2 separate regions of the Xenopus laevis genome follow, and region 1 is linked to region 2. The links are chromatin contacts, called in public Hi-C maps. All regions are on one chromosome and are shown on one strand. The core of a region is the stretch at or near the end of the contact, and the rest is flanking DNA. Distances in the headings are between cores, read along the strand shown.

What was found. A called contact is a pair of places that touch in the nucleus more often than the background predicts.
Region 1: a contact with region 2 is called in a Hi-C map of the XTC cell line, with 4 times the contacts expected there. The contact joins the enhancer-like site here to the promoter of metrnl.S in region 2. A contact is called at or near these places in 2 of 4 Hi-C or Micro-C datasets (the XL177 cell line and the XTC cell line).

Annotation. Positions count from the first base shown.
Region 1 is chr9_10S:43,891,420-43,898,258 of Xenopus_laevis_v10.1, reverse strand. No RefSeq gene overlaps it. Among protein-coding and RNA genes, the nearest start is that of trim16.S, 28 kb to the left of the region's middle. Within about 2 kb of position 2,653, at least 1 of the 7 cell types and tissues checked has an H3K27ac peak or open chromatin away from gene starts, as enhancers often do.
Region 2 is chr9_10S:43,837,977-43,844,805 of Xenopus_laevis_v10.1, reverse strand. metrnl.S (meteorin-like protein) reads right to left here and starts at 4,510. Exons shown (of 4, transcript XM_018238568.2): 1 at 4,022-4,510; 2 at 1,055-1,443. The coding sequence starts at 4,119.

The sequences.
Region 1 (6,839 bases), core at 1,404-3,903, 55 kb before region 2:
TAAAGTTGCACCCAGGCCCCAATCTGTGGGTTCTGGCAAATGCTATAAGGTGCCATAGAAAGTCAGTATTTAGTGGGCTGGTGAGGGCTGACTGGGCCTCTGTGTACATGAAATTTTGATTCTCAGTCCGGACCTGGTTGCACCCTGTGGGGCATGTATCCTAGTCTGGCAGAATTATGAACCCTTAAAGGAGAACTAAACCCTAAAAATGAATATGGTTAAAAATGCCATATTTTATGTACTGAACTTATTGCACCAGCCTAAAATTTCAGCTTGTCAATAGCAGCAATGATCCAGGACTTCAAACTTGTCACAGGGGGTCACCATCTTGGAAAGTGTTTGCAGCACTCATTGGGTTCTGAGCAGCTGTTGAGAAGCTAAACTTAGGGGTCGTCACAAATTATCAAGCAGAAAATGAGGTTGGTCTAAAATATAAGCTGATGCTACAGGGCTGATTATTAAATTCTGATGCTAGTTGCACTGGTTTCTGAGCTGACATCAGCCTTATATTGTGACATTTCTATTCTATGTGTATTGTATGATGTGTGTGGGTCCCTAAGCTCAGTAAGTGACAGCAGCACAGAGCATGTGCAGTGAATCAGGAGAAAAGAAGATGGGGAGCTACTGGGGCATCTTTGGAGGCATAGATCTTTACTGCTTTGGGCTGGTACAGAAGCACTTGGGCTGGTACAGAAGCACAAAACATAATGAACAACATGTCTACCCTACTTCTTTACTTAAGCTTTAGTTGACTATGAAGATTTGCATTCATCCAGGTCATGGTATATCTAGTATAGGTAGATCGAAAAACAACTGGACTTGCTGAGTAAAGCTTTAGTTGTCCTTTAAAATCATGTGACTTTAGGTCACATGAATAAGGGGGTATTAAACGGGTTTTCTGTACAAATCTTTTCTCCCCCTCCTTTCCCTAATTTGAATTCAGTTCAGGATTTGGCTAAATCCTTACTGAAAGATTTGGGTTCAATCCATCCCTACTTCAGAAATCTTAATTTAAAATGAATAACCTCCCTGTTTTAGGCAGATATTTTAAAATCCCTAAAAGAGCCATGACATAAAATAACAGCCCTGTAGAAGAGTGTGTCTAGTGTGTATTTAGCAGAGCTGTAACTGCCTTTCCCCTCCAGTCCCTTCGGCACGTCTTTCATTTTCTCTCACTCCATCACTGTCGCTGGGGCCGGAGTTTAACAACATCTTAAAACAGACTTGTGTAAACTGTCAGAAAATATATCCCACCCTGTACCCAGAGAAACGTTCCCCTGCATCTGTTGAACTTATTGATGTCTTCCCCTTGTAAACGAAAAGCTTATACAGACTGACAGTGGAAGAATCAGCCCTTTTTGGCTAGGACAACTTTCCTTTTTTTATTTTAAGAAAATAAATCCTAATGGGCCACAAAGGTAAAAAGGCAACTGACACTCTTTTCTGTGCCCTGGAAGACAATATTGTGCCCCAGCACAGTCAGTAACCCATTTCTCAGCCTGGTACGTGGGGAGCTGAGGGACCAGTCTGTATCTCTGTTTATTTCACATTAATCCTGCTTTTGGCTGTGTTGTTGCATTAGTACACACTGTGTTATCTTGAATAAGCTGAAGAGAGTGAAGTTTATCATCACCATGAGAACTAAGATGGGGGGGCAGATCCGGGGAATGCTCCTGGTTCATAAGAATGTCCCTGTTTGTATTGTGTCACTATAGATTCCCTGCAGAAAATCACCAAATGGCCCAGATTTATATGAGAGAGCCAGACTGACAATGGAACGTAATCTTCTGTATCCCCATCCCTGGCACTTAGTCGTATTGACTCTGCTGGCTTCTCAGTTAGAGAAAGTTATGGAAATAGTCCGGCTTTTATTCTTATTTTTGGCTGCGGTTGAGCCAGGGAAAATGTCTATTAAAGGCAAAATGTTTCTGCACACTTTGCCTGGAACATTTAGCTTTTTTCCTTGGGTTGAGACTTACTTTTTTTGTAACTGGTAATTTCCTTCTGTAAATACCAATCATGCAAATGACTGGCTTCAGAAAAACCACAGGCAATTAGCTGTAGTGGCTAAGCCCACCTTTAAGCCAGAGCTGTGATTAGTTTTTATGTTGGGGAAAAATATATATACACACACACACACACACACAGAGGTATGGGATCTGTTATACGGAAACCCGTTAACCAGAAAGCTCAGATTTTGAGAAAGGCAGTCTCCCATAGGCTCCATTGTATTCAAATATACCGAATTTTTAAAAGTGATTTCCCTTTTCTCTGTGATAATAAAACAGTACCTTGTACTTGATCCAAACGGAGATATAATTAATCCTTATATGAAGCAAACCCAGCCTGTTGGGACTATTTATTTATAATTTATTTATGATTTTCTAGACTTAAGATATGATGATCTAAATTACAGAAAGATCTGTTTTCCAGAAAAACCCAGGTCCTGTGCATTCTGGATAACAGTTCCCATACCTGTAACCAATAAATGGTTATTTTTGGCACGGCTGCTCGATCAATCTGTGTAGAAAAACAGGCCATGATTTCCAATTTGGCCACCCCCAGGTCACAGGATCCTTGTGCCCCCCAGCCCTCATAAGTGCCCCCCCCAAGCGTAGGTGCTCATGCGGCAGTTCCTGACGGTGCAGTGGGGATTAAGGGTACAGGAAATTTTAAGAGTTGTGCATCACCAGTGCATAGAATGCGACTGGGCAACATGCTACCCCTAAAATCTTGCTGCCCTAGGCCCGGGCCTTGCCAAATATCTGGGCCTGTAGAAGAGCTTACAGTCTGTTCCTCATCCAGATACTGTACCTTTCATGAGGTATGTATGAAATATGGAAGGTTAATGCAGGAGTAATGAGGAGGCTGGGGAAAAGGTAAGCATGGAGGTTGGGGTAGAGATTTACATGGAACAGTTAGTCATCAGGAATACATAGAACTAGGAAGAGCTGCACATGAAATGAGGAGTTTGAAAAAAATATATACATAGAAAATGGTTTCCATGGAAGGCTTGGTCAGGAGGAATGCACATTGGATTAGTAGAGCTTATACATTAAAGATAGGAGCCGTTGGAATGGTGAACAAGAAAAGTGTAGAGAAGAGTAATTAGGAGGATGGGAAGAGGTTTACATCAAAGGTTTATTTATAAGGAATGCAATTAGAATTGGGAAGAGCTGTACATGAAAAGTATTGGGTAAGGTTGAAGAAGGGATATACACGGAACTTGCAGGGTGGAGTAATGAGGTGGCAAAAGAAGAGGTATACGTGGAGGTCTACATGATAGGTATCTGTAGGGGGGATGAGGAGGTTGAAGAGCAAAACTTGGAAGGTATAGGAAGGTTTAATGAGAAGGATTTGAAAGATTTTGGGGAAGAGGTTTACTTGGAAGGTTTGGTCAACAGACATGCACATGGGGTGGGGAAAAGCTATACATGAAAGGTATCTGCAGGAGGGATAATAAGGTTGAAGAGGAATACATGGAAAGTGTAGGGAGGCGTAACACAGAGTACATGCTGTCAGGTCCCAGAGTGTTTCATTGCACATGGACGGTGCTGCAAAGAGACCAGGAAAGACAAGACTTTTGCAGACTGCTACTCATAACCATGTGTGATTTGACTTTTTCCTTTGTTTATATATTGTATATCCCTCAGGCCTGCCATGCAGCTCCGTTCACCCCCCATCACTGAAAGAGGGGCCTTTGAAATCAGTTAATGACTGTTTAAAAGTCATTATGTGAAAGGTAAGAACAGTCAATCCACTAACCAATTGTCTGTGTGTCTGTCAGCAGCATAAAGAGAGTCTTTTTGAGTTGTTTGGAATAAGTGTCAGGCTTAGTTTAGCAGCCTGCAATGTATCACTGGCATGTGCTGCTGAGCCACAGATCATTCAATGAAATGTTCCTTACTATTTATGTAGTGGCATTTTAGTATGGATTCTATCCTACCTGTAAGGCATATAATAGGTGCCCAGGTTTGTTTATTCATACACAATGGGACTTTATTTGTATAGAAGAGAGGTCTATTTTGCCCTGTTGGATGTTCCCTATAAAGGGGCAATTTCAGATACAGTATACTGGCATAGGGTTGTGGTATTTTCTATACAGACTGATAAAATTAAATAATTCATTTTTTTTTAAATGATTTCCTTTTTCTCTCTAATAATAAAACTGTATCATGTACTTGATCTTAAATAAGGTATAATTAATCCTTATTGGATGCATAACAATTCTATTCGGTTTCATTTGTTTTTAAATGTCAGATTAGTAGACTTAGGGGCAGATGTACAAAAGGGCGAAGTGCAGTGTCGGACTGGGACACCAGGGGCCCACCAAAAAACCTTTGACTAGGGACCCACCAATTAATCTTAGACCAAGGGCCCACTCTTAGTACTATTATTCTTCCTTTCCTCACTCATCTATTTTCCTTTTCTTTACATACTATTATCTATTATTCCATCTATTTAGTCAATTTGTTCTCATAGAAATAGGGAATGACCATGAAATAGGCCAAATGTCTAGCAGCATGAGGGCCCACTTACACCTGGGCCCACCCGGAGTTTTACTGGTATCCCTGTGGGCCAGTCCGACACTGGCGAAGTGACTAACGGTGAGGAAGATTCGCCAGCGTTACCGTTTTTTTAGGGACTTTGCCGATGGGCACAGATGTCACTTCTCTAGTGAAGGAGACAGACGCTAGCAGTGATTCGCACTCTATCGCCAGACGAATTGTCACTTTGGCAAATGGACGTTACTCCGCAAATTCACTAAATTGCAGATTTTACTGAACGTTACCTCTTTCGCCAGACTTGCCTTCGCCACCTCAGTCCAGGCAAAGTGCACTGGAGTGCATAGATCTTCCTCAATCTTCTGTTACTTACATATATTTTTTTAGTGGAAAATGGACGCTGGCGTCTTTTCCTTTTTTCAGAGTGATAGCCTGCAAAAGTCCTTAAATTTTTTTTTTTTGGGTAACTGGGTTCCCCCATACATTTTCTAACATATGGAACATTAACTATACAGTGGGCTCATGTGTAGGGCATTATAACAATGCTATTGTCTTTATTAAGATTCCCTGGGCTTGTGTAATGTAATGTATTTGCTGCAACATATACGTCCATTCAACTTTAAATTTTCCGCCTCTAACGAGGTTGCGCTAGGCAGAATTGAACTCTAGCGCATCTTTGATTTGCTCGCATTGCCGAAGTAACGCTAGCGAAAATTCGCCAGCGTTCAGCGCCCTGGACGCAACTTTGCATTTTAGTAAATTGTGTAGTGAGCGAATTTTCACCTGGCAAAGTGTTGCGATGGGTGCGAAGTCGCTGCTGGCGAATTTTTGCCGCTTACTAAATTTTCCCCTTATCCTGAGCATTCTAGTCCCATGCCTGTAGTACATGCAATAACTTCCAATAGCAATTACATTTACAGATAACTTTAAAGGCAGTGGAAATGTGGAACAAATGTATACAGGAAAGCTGCTTAGAATTTCAGCTATTAGACAGATTTTTGTTTACGACTTTCCCTCCCCTTTATCTGCTGATGTGTGCAGCCAGAACTAAATATATGTTCCAGGTCAGGTCCCATGCATGGAACTGCTGAGTTTTCATCTTAAAGCCACAATTGCTACCGTGCCCTTCTCTGTATGGGAGGGGGAGCTGGATATAGAAGGGAACTATTATGAGCCCTATTTTAGGATAAATGTTTATAGAAGCTTGCCCACATCCTACGTAGCTGCTGCTTCCATCAATGCAAATGTTATAGGGGTCCCAACCTCTCCCTGCGATTATGGCAGCTCCCACAATGCAATGCAAGTACATAGCTTAGCCACAATACACAGGGACTTCATTCTCTGTGACCTAAGGGGAAATAAACAGAAAAAATATTTTATTTTTTTAAATTCTCCCATTTAAAAAGCCATGCTGAGATTTACGTGGAATAGACTGATCAATGCTGATTGTCTAGGGATGTCAGTGAATAAGCCCCACTATCTGTGCCTGTGCCAGTGATGTGTCTGCCTCAGTGGCAGATTCTGGAACGCAGGGGGTTAAACACAAGGCACAATCTGGGCCCCGTTGGGATAGCATCTTAAGTGTTCAGCCTGTTGTGTAAATTAAATGTGTTGTGACATCTGATATTCATATTCACTGCACCTGTATCTATATACAATATTGCATGGCTCTGAGCTGCATTAATCAAGCAGGACTGGAAAATATTTGCACATTGCGCAGAGATGGGAATGTATGATTTGGTGCTGGGCCCTCAGGCCTTGTGTGGTACAGAGGAATCAGGAGTTTGACACAGACTTTCCCTGTGCATTTGTGGGGGCATGGGGTGCTATATCATACACAATGTACCTGCAGAGCCAGAGATGATTAGATTTTAGGCCTAAATGTTCTGTATTGGCCTGGGTCACTGTCCTAGTATCTCTAGCCCTGGCAGCTTGTGTACTGATCACTGCTGCACGCTCATCACACCACCAGCCATCCTATCACTGCCTATATTTTTATAATGACTCATGAGCAGCATTGCATTCCAACGGCGCTGCCATTGGTAACCGCATGTCAACTCCATCTGGCACACGGTGACTTATATTTGGGCTCCTTTGTCTCCAAAATTGGTTACTGTACAGTCTCAGGAGACAGGGTGACTCATGCAGATTCAGCCCCGGCCACACAAAGATATCAAGGAGATTGAGTATTTGCAGAGCCCAGAGAAAAAGCGACAGGAGGGGAAGCTGGGATCTTAAATTATACAGAGGTTAGGTTGAAAAAAGATCCATGTATCACGTTTAAGCCTTTGTAAACATTCTGAGAGTCAATCCAGGAGGACCAGTGCCAACTCT
Region 2 (6,829 bases), core at 3,261-5,760:
GGCACATCAATCAGTTTGTCAGGGTGAAAAAAAAAAAGGTTTAATCCAAAATCCATTGATTAGGGTGCAGGGAACCAAGAAAATCTGCTAACCTCTCTTACAGGAATAATTATACCCCTCCCAGCCATTAGCAACTGTGTTCTGTGTTGCATTACAATAGGACTTCCTGCTGTATGCAGCATATAATTGCTTCCCCCATGGAACACCGAATAGCAAATACCTTCAGATCTGAATATTTATACTCTGTGTGTATGGGAATGTATAGCAATCTCCTCTTTAAATACATCAGGCAGGGTGGCAATTAGTACAATTTGGACCTGGGGGGGACTGACCCATAAACACATCACTGTTATTATTTAACTTTGGGCCTAGGAGAGACTGACTCATAAACACATAACTGCCATTAGGCCCAGGTGGATGAAGGTGTGTTTAGGCAAAGTTAATGGCACATATATAACAGCGGGTGTGTGTAGGTAAGTGAGTGGCTATCCAGTAGGTGCACACCCAATTATTAAGACATTTATATCTATAAATATCAATTACCTTGCTGATCTCTGTGAGACTGACTGCACATAATCTCTGGGTTTTCCATACAGCAGTACCAGCCCTTCTCCCACTATTACAGTTGCAGAACACGGGCTGATTTGAACCTGCTCGTTACTTGCAATTATATGATTATTATGCAGCCAATCACTAACTGGCTTTACAGTCCAGCTTTCATGACGGCACCAGGACCGGCTGCTTTTGGATCCTGCTTGTGGGATTTGCACATACTAATGTTTTAATGGTGAGCATAGGATTTGAGCAGTAATCTGTCATGAACTCTCCTGTAGCAAACATTTCAGAATTATAGCTTTTAAATGATGTTTTCTCCACATATGCACCCTAATTAACCAAACTGATTTCTAAGCTAAATATTTAACCAACATTATTCCAATGGAAGCATTAGCTGTAGGTTTTGGTATTTTGCACCACCTAGTGGTCACCAATAATATTGCAACATACAAAGCCATTGGCGAGGTCCAGCTATGAATTCCGGGGATTAATTCCTTACCAGAAACTGTGTGCAAATCTGAGAGAGTCCTCTGGCTGATCAGTTCATACTGGAAACCAGTGATTTTGCGGCTAATATCTTGTGGGGGGGTGGCCTCGATATACAAACCCCCTCGATCTAGGCCAAAGCAGTAGACTTTGTGTGGATTGTTCTCTCCATCAGGCACCACAAGTTTGAGTTCTCCAGTTTTTTCGGAATAAATATTAGCTCCCTTGGAGTCTTTAAAAGGTTTGATGCAAACTGTTAAGTGTTTGTAGGCAGACGTTAAGGTGTTAGGCCTCAGGTTAATAACCATGGCACCCGTTGGGTAGAGCCATTCAACAGAACCTTCGGAGCAGCGGAGGTAGACTTGCTCGACGTCTTTCGAGTGGCCCTCGTGGGTCAGGCCGCTATTAGGAGACAGAAAGAAGAAATTAATACCATGGCCTAAGGCACAGCCTGAACAGGTCCGGACTGGCAATCTGTGGGTTCTGGCAAATGCCAGAGGGGCTGCTATAAGGTGCCATAGAAAGCCACTATTTAGTGGGCTGGTGTGGGCTGTTTGGGCCTCTTTGTGAGCTGATAGGGCCTCTGTCTACCTGAAATGCCAGGGCCTATTTTAATTCTCAGTTGGGACCTGAGCCTGAATGCCAATTATGTTTAGATTGAGGGGGCAATGCCTATATTATCTTCTAGATACCCATTAAAGCCCAGCTAGAAGGTTAGTTAGGGTGAGATCGGGGGGGTATTTACTAGAAGTACATATCTGATAAGCTCCAACAAAGGTAAAAGTGCAGTTTATAGATGTTATCTCAATAAAGAATTTTTGGTTGGGTTGGAGCCGGTTTATAAGGATTAAATATAAATGAAAAACCCTGAGTACATTTACCAAGTCATTTATGATGAGTGGGGTAGTAAATGTCCCAACAGGACAGTGGGGGCTATAGACATGGTAAATACTGAAACCCAGCAGACAATGGATATGCTAAAGAGGAGATGGTGGAGATACTAGTATCACTGAGTGGGCTGTAAGTGAAACTCCCAACCCCCCAATGTAAGGTAGCCCTTGCAATAAAGGCTGAAAGGTGTTTTACCATTAGCTGCTCTTTCCCTCCAAAACTGCACCCAACCCACCCCCTTTAAACAAAGTTATAGGAATAGTATCTGTTACATGTATAATTTATTATATTCCCAGCCAGACAGCTACCCTATGCTATATAGATGGCTACATATTACCTCTTCCCCTTATACTGAGTAAAAGTTGAATCCTCCAGAGATGCAGTACCTTCCCTACAGTGCACCAAACTGATCATTCAAGTTGTATCCTGGCACCAGGATTCACCATCCTATATTAGTCGATTTTCCTTGGGCAGATTTCAGTTTACTTTTACTCCCAGCACACAAACTAATAAATAAAAGTCACTGAACCAGGGAAAGGCAAGAACATTACTGAATGCTTCAGTGCCCCCAGCACCCCCCTGTGCATTGTGCCTGAAGGACTTTTAACCCTTTCTCTAAATAACATTTATATATATATATTAAAAATAACCCAAGCCCCTGATACAGGACGAAACTCTACATCAATGTCAATAAAAAAAAGAGTTGGTCTTCTATTAACTGCCCACTAAATAAAACTGCCAGCACCTCTATACAATATTAATCAACCTTTGCACCCATGCAACTGAACCCTAAAGCTGACCATAGACGCAAAGATCTGATTGTACGAATCGAGGATTCGTACGATTTTCGGACCGTGTGTGGAGAGTCCCGACATTTTTCGTCCGGCAGAGATCGGTCGTTTGGTCGAACAAACATGTTAAAAGATTTCTGTTGGCTGCCGATAATATCTCTGCATGTATTGCCGATCGTATGATTTTCAGAGGGAGACTGGCGACAGCTTTGGTCGGACTTAACTTTCGTACGATTGCTGTCAGGGGCAGAACATCGTCTGATCTGTTCTTTTCTACTTTATTTGATCGCAATGGTTAGTGGCAGGTCAGGAAATGGGGAAGTCTGATCGTACGTTGATCTTACAATCAGATCTTTGCGTCTGTCATGCCTGTTGGATATGGGAGCGTTGGGCTCTGGCCTGGGACGTCCCATTGTGCACAAACATCTGATGATCAGCTGGCTTTTACAATCGGCTCTAAAGGCTGACTAAACATTAGGCTCAGAATAACCCTTTCATTTAATCAGCTGCAGGTTATAAACACAGCAAACATACAAGCAGCCAGTTTAACGCCTGGGTGGCCAATTTCTCACTGGACATTCAGATTGGCACTTTAACAGGGAAAACCAAGTTGTGGACATATACATTGTATAATAAAGGGTTTCCTGTAGTTCCATAATGTCTAAATCTCAGAACCCTCCCTGGTACTACTATACTGGTAATACTTTACTTCTAGTGCCTAATCCCATTTCCCACCCTGTGGAACAGTGTCAGAATAAAATATATACCCATGAATTGACAACTTTTGCTCCCTGGCTGGCATTGGGGCATAGCAAACATCTCAGCACCCAAAATCTTCAGCACACACTCCACGTAAACCACATTCCATAGGAACGGAGCACGGTCTCTGGCCACGGTGTAAAGGAATTTAGCGTTACACATACAAGTTTGTTTGTGCCTCACAACAGTGTCAAACTGCTACTAACACCTGTCCTGTTACTGGTTACATTGCAACACCCAATGTGCCAGGTGCCCAGATTGATTGGGATATAATACAGTAACACCCTGAGAACCAGGTGCTCATATTAAAAAATATACAGTATATTTGAACACACAGGGAGCAAGGTGCCAAGTATATTGTAACAAAACCGGACTGGCTAATATGGAGCATTTACTGTTATCATTACTGAAAATCTTGATGCCACACACAGCATCAGAATCTTGAAAACTCCCCTTGTCCACCTTAGACATTGGCACAGCCTTTGCCTGATATGGCACAGGACCTGCATGAGGCAATACCAGGATCCCAAGGGTCTTACCTTCCTTTCCAATTGCACATGTCACTGGAGTACTGCTGTGAGGTCCCTCTGTCCATAAGAATCATCATGAAGAAGCTCAGCAGAACCCTCCTTAACATGTTGGCAAAGAAACTTGGTTAATCTCTGGGCTAAATGTGCAAATAAAATCCAAATCTCAGCAGCAGGCAGTAATCCAGGAGGGTTGGTGCAGGGCAATGCAAGGGGAGATAGACACCTCCCAGCCAGGGTTGATAAGAAATAATCCAGGGACCCCCAGCCTAGATCTCCCCATCACTTGGGAAGCTCTGAGCTCTTCCTCTGCTCCACACAGATGCTTCCTCTGTCCCTGTTAAGTGCAGACTGATAGTGCCTGCCTAACCTCCAAGTACAGAGTGCACAGGACACACCCACATGGGAGGGGCAAGGAAGTGGGCGGATCCAGAGTGCAGCCTGCAACAGTTGCTTTCTCTCTCATTCCTCTCTGCACACTGAGCTTGTTTTGGAAGGAATCTCAAAACAGCAGTACAAAGCCCACCTGAAAAGGCGGGGCAAGAAAATGGGTGTGTACAAATGCTTAAAGGGATAGCAGCCTAAGAAACTCTACTTATTCATTCATAACAAATAAAATTAATTTTTTTTTTTCCCTGTGTATCACAAAGTATTCTGTGTTGAGAAAAGCCACAAAGAGACAGAGGCACTGATGAAATGGGGCGAAGTATGGAATTACAGCCTTTCGAGGAGTTCAGCAATAGGGCCACAGGTTGTCATCGCTATAGGAAAGGCTGCAAGACAATAAATACTTGTGAATCAGATCATGACTTCAACATGAATCAAGTCTGAAGGGTGATTTTAGTTTTAGGATAATGTCAGCAGGCAGACTGGATAAGCCGGTTAGCTCTTATCTATAACACAGACGTGCTGCGACTAGAACAATGTGTGTTTAAAAACAGGGTAAACGAAGTAAGGGGGAAACGTTTCTCAATGTCTTAAATCCAGGAAAGTAACATGGCAGCTGCACATTCGTGTATACATTCAAATGGACAGAGAAAGAATGTTGTGTTTACAATTAGCTATACCTAATTGACCTTCAGGCTGGGTCCCCTTAGCTCATAACAACTTTACAGATATATATAGAAACATTGGGGTAACAGTCACCCTGCTATAGTTCCAGGGGTACCCAGGGCACAAATAAATACTCACCCCAAATCTCCCCCTAACTGGCCTTCAGACTGAGCCCCCTCAGGTCATAACAAGGTTACAGATATATAGACACATTGGGGTAACAGTCACCCTGCTATAGGTCCAGGGGTACCCAGGGCACAAATAAGCATTCACCCCAAATCTCTCCCTAACTGTCCTTCAGACTGAGCCCCTTAGCTCATAACAAGGTTACAGATATATAGAAACATTGGGGTAACAGTCACCCTGCTATTAGGGTTGCCATCTTTTCCTTTTCTGGAAAAAAATACCGGCCTTCCTATTTTTTTATCGGTTTTCCCTATAAATAACATTGGCATCAAGCTACATTTTTACCGGCCAGTCCGGTAAAATACCGGCCAGGTGGCAACCCTACCTGCTATAGTTCTAGATTTGCCCAGGACACAAATAAACACTCACCCCAAATCTCACCCTAACTGGCCTTCATGCTGTGCCCCCTTAGCTCATAACAAGGTTACAGATATATAGAAACATTGGGGTAACAGTCACCCTGCTATAGTTTCAGGGGTACCTGGGGAATAGATATATAAAACTCCATCCCCTGACATCACACCATATTGACTTATTATACACATTCCCATTCACTTTAGTGATAGTGGCGGTACTGGTGCATTTCAGTCTGTAAAAATTGCTAGATACTTTCAGTATATAAGTAAGTAATGTTTAGTTTTCTGCTGTCAAACTATTATTACCACACAGCTTCCAGCATCCCCTTTTACAAAATCAAGAGATGTTGACAAGGCAACAGTGTCAACATTGGGGGGAGGGGTGTTTCTCAATAACCAAAACACATTGAACCACAGAAAGTTGGAAATTTGCTTAAAATAATGAAGGGTGACTCTCTGTATTCCTGTAAGGAACATTTCACTCATGAATAATCACCCCATTGTACTAACACAAACCTGCCTATGTGTTTGTGAGTGGGATTATTTACAAAAAGACACCATACATGGCTAAACCTTAAAGGGGACACAATCAGTAAATTCAATTTTGGTATCTAAGCAATAATGCAGGTGGCCTTCAGCTTTGCTTTATTATTTTTTTTTTTTATTATTATTAAAGGAGAACTCAACACAAACATAACATAAGCTATTTGAAAAGTAAACGTAATTTCCAGCAACTTTGCAATATACATCACTGCAGACTTCTCATAATTTTTAATGGTTTGGAACAGTTCCCAAAGCCTAGCCCACTGCTCTCCTGCTGATCTCTCTGACTACTTTGCTAAGCTGCCTGACTACTGTTGCTTTGTATCAGCCGCCAGCTGTCCTCAGCCTGCATCCTCCAAACCCCACAATTCCCACAATCGCAGTGCAATGCATTGTGGGTTATGTAGTTTCTGCATGCTGTCTGCAAGCTGTGGAGAAGTTATTACAATTTGTAACATCAGTGTTTTGTCCATCCTTCCCTGCAAGGATTTCAAATGAGGCAGAAAGGGAAGAACTGTTAAATAGCTGGACTTCAGCATAGAAATGGCATTTATTCATACTTACTAAAAAGAAACAGGTAACTGTGATGGATATATTACGGGTTTCTGTGTTATGTGGGTCTCTTTATCAAATTTTGGTTTGGAAGCCGTAGTTCCCCTTTAATTATTGTTTATTATTAATT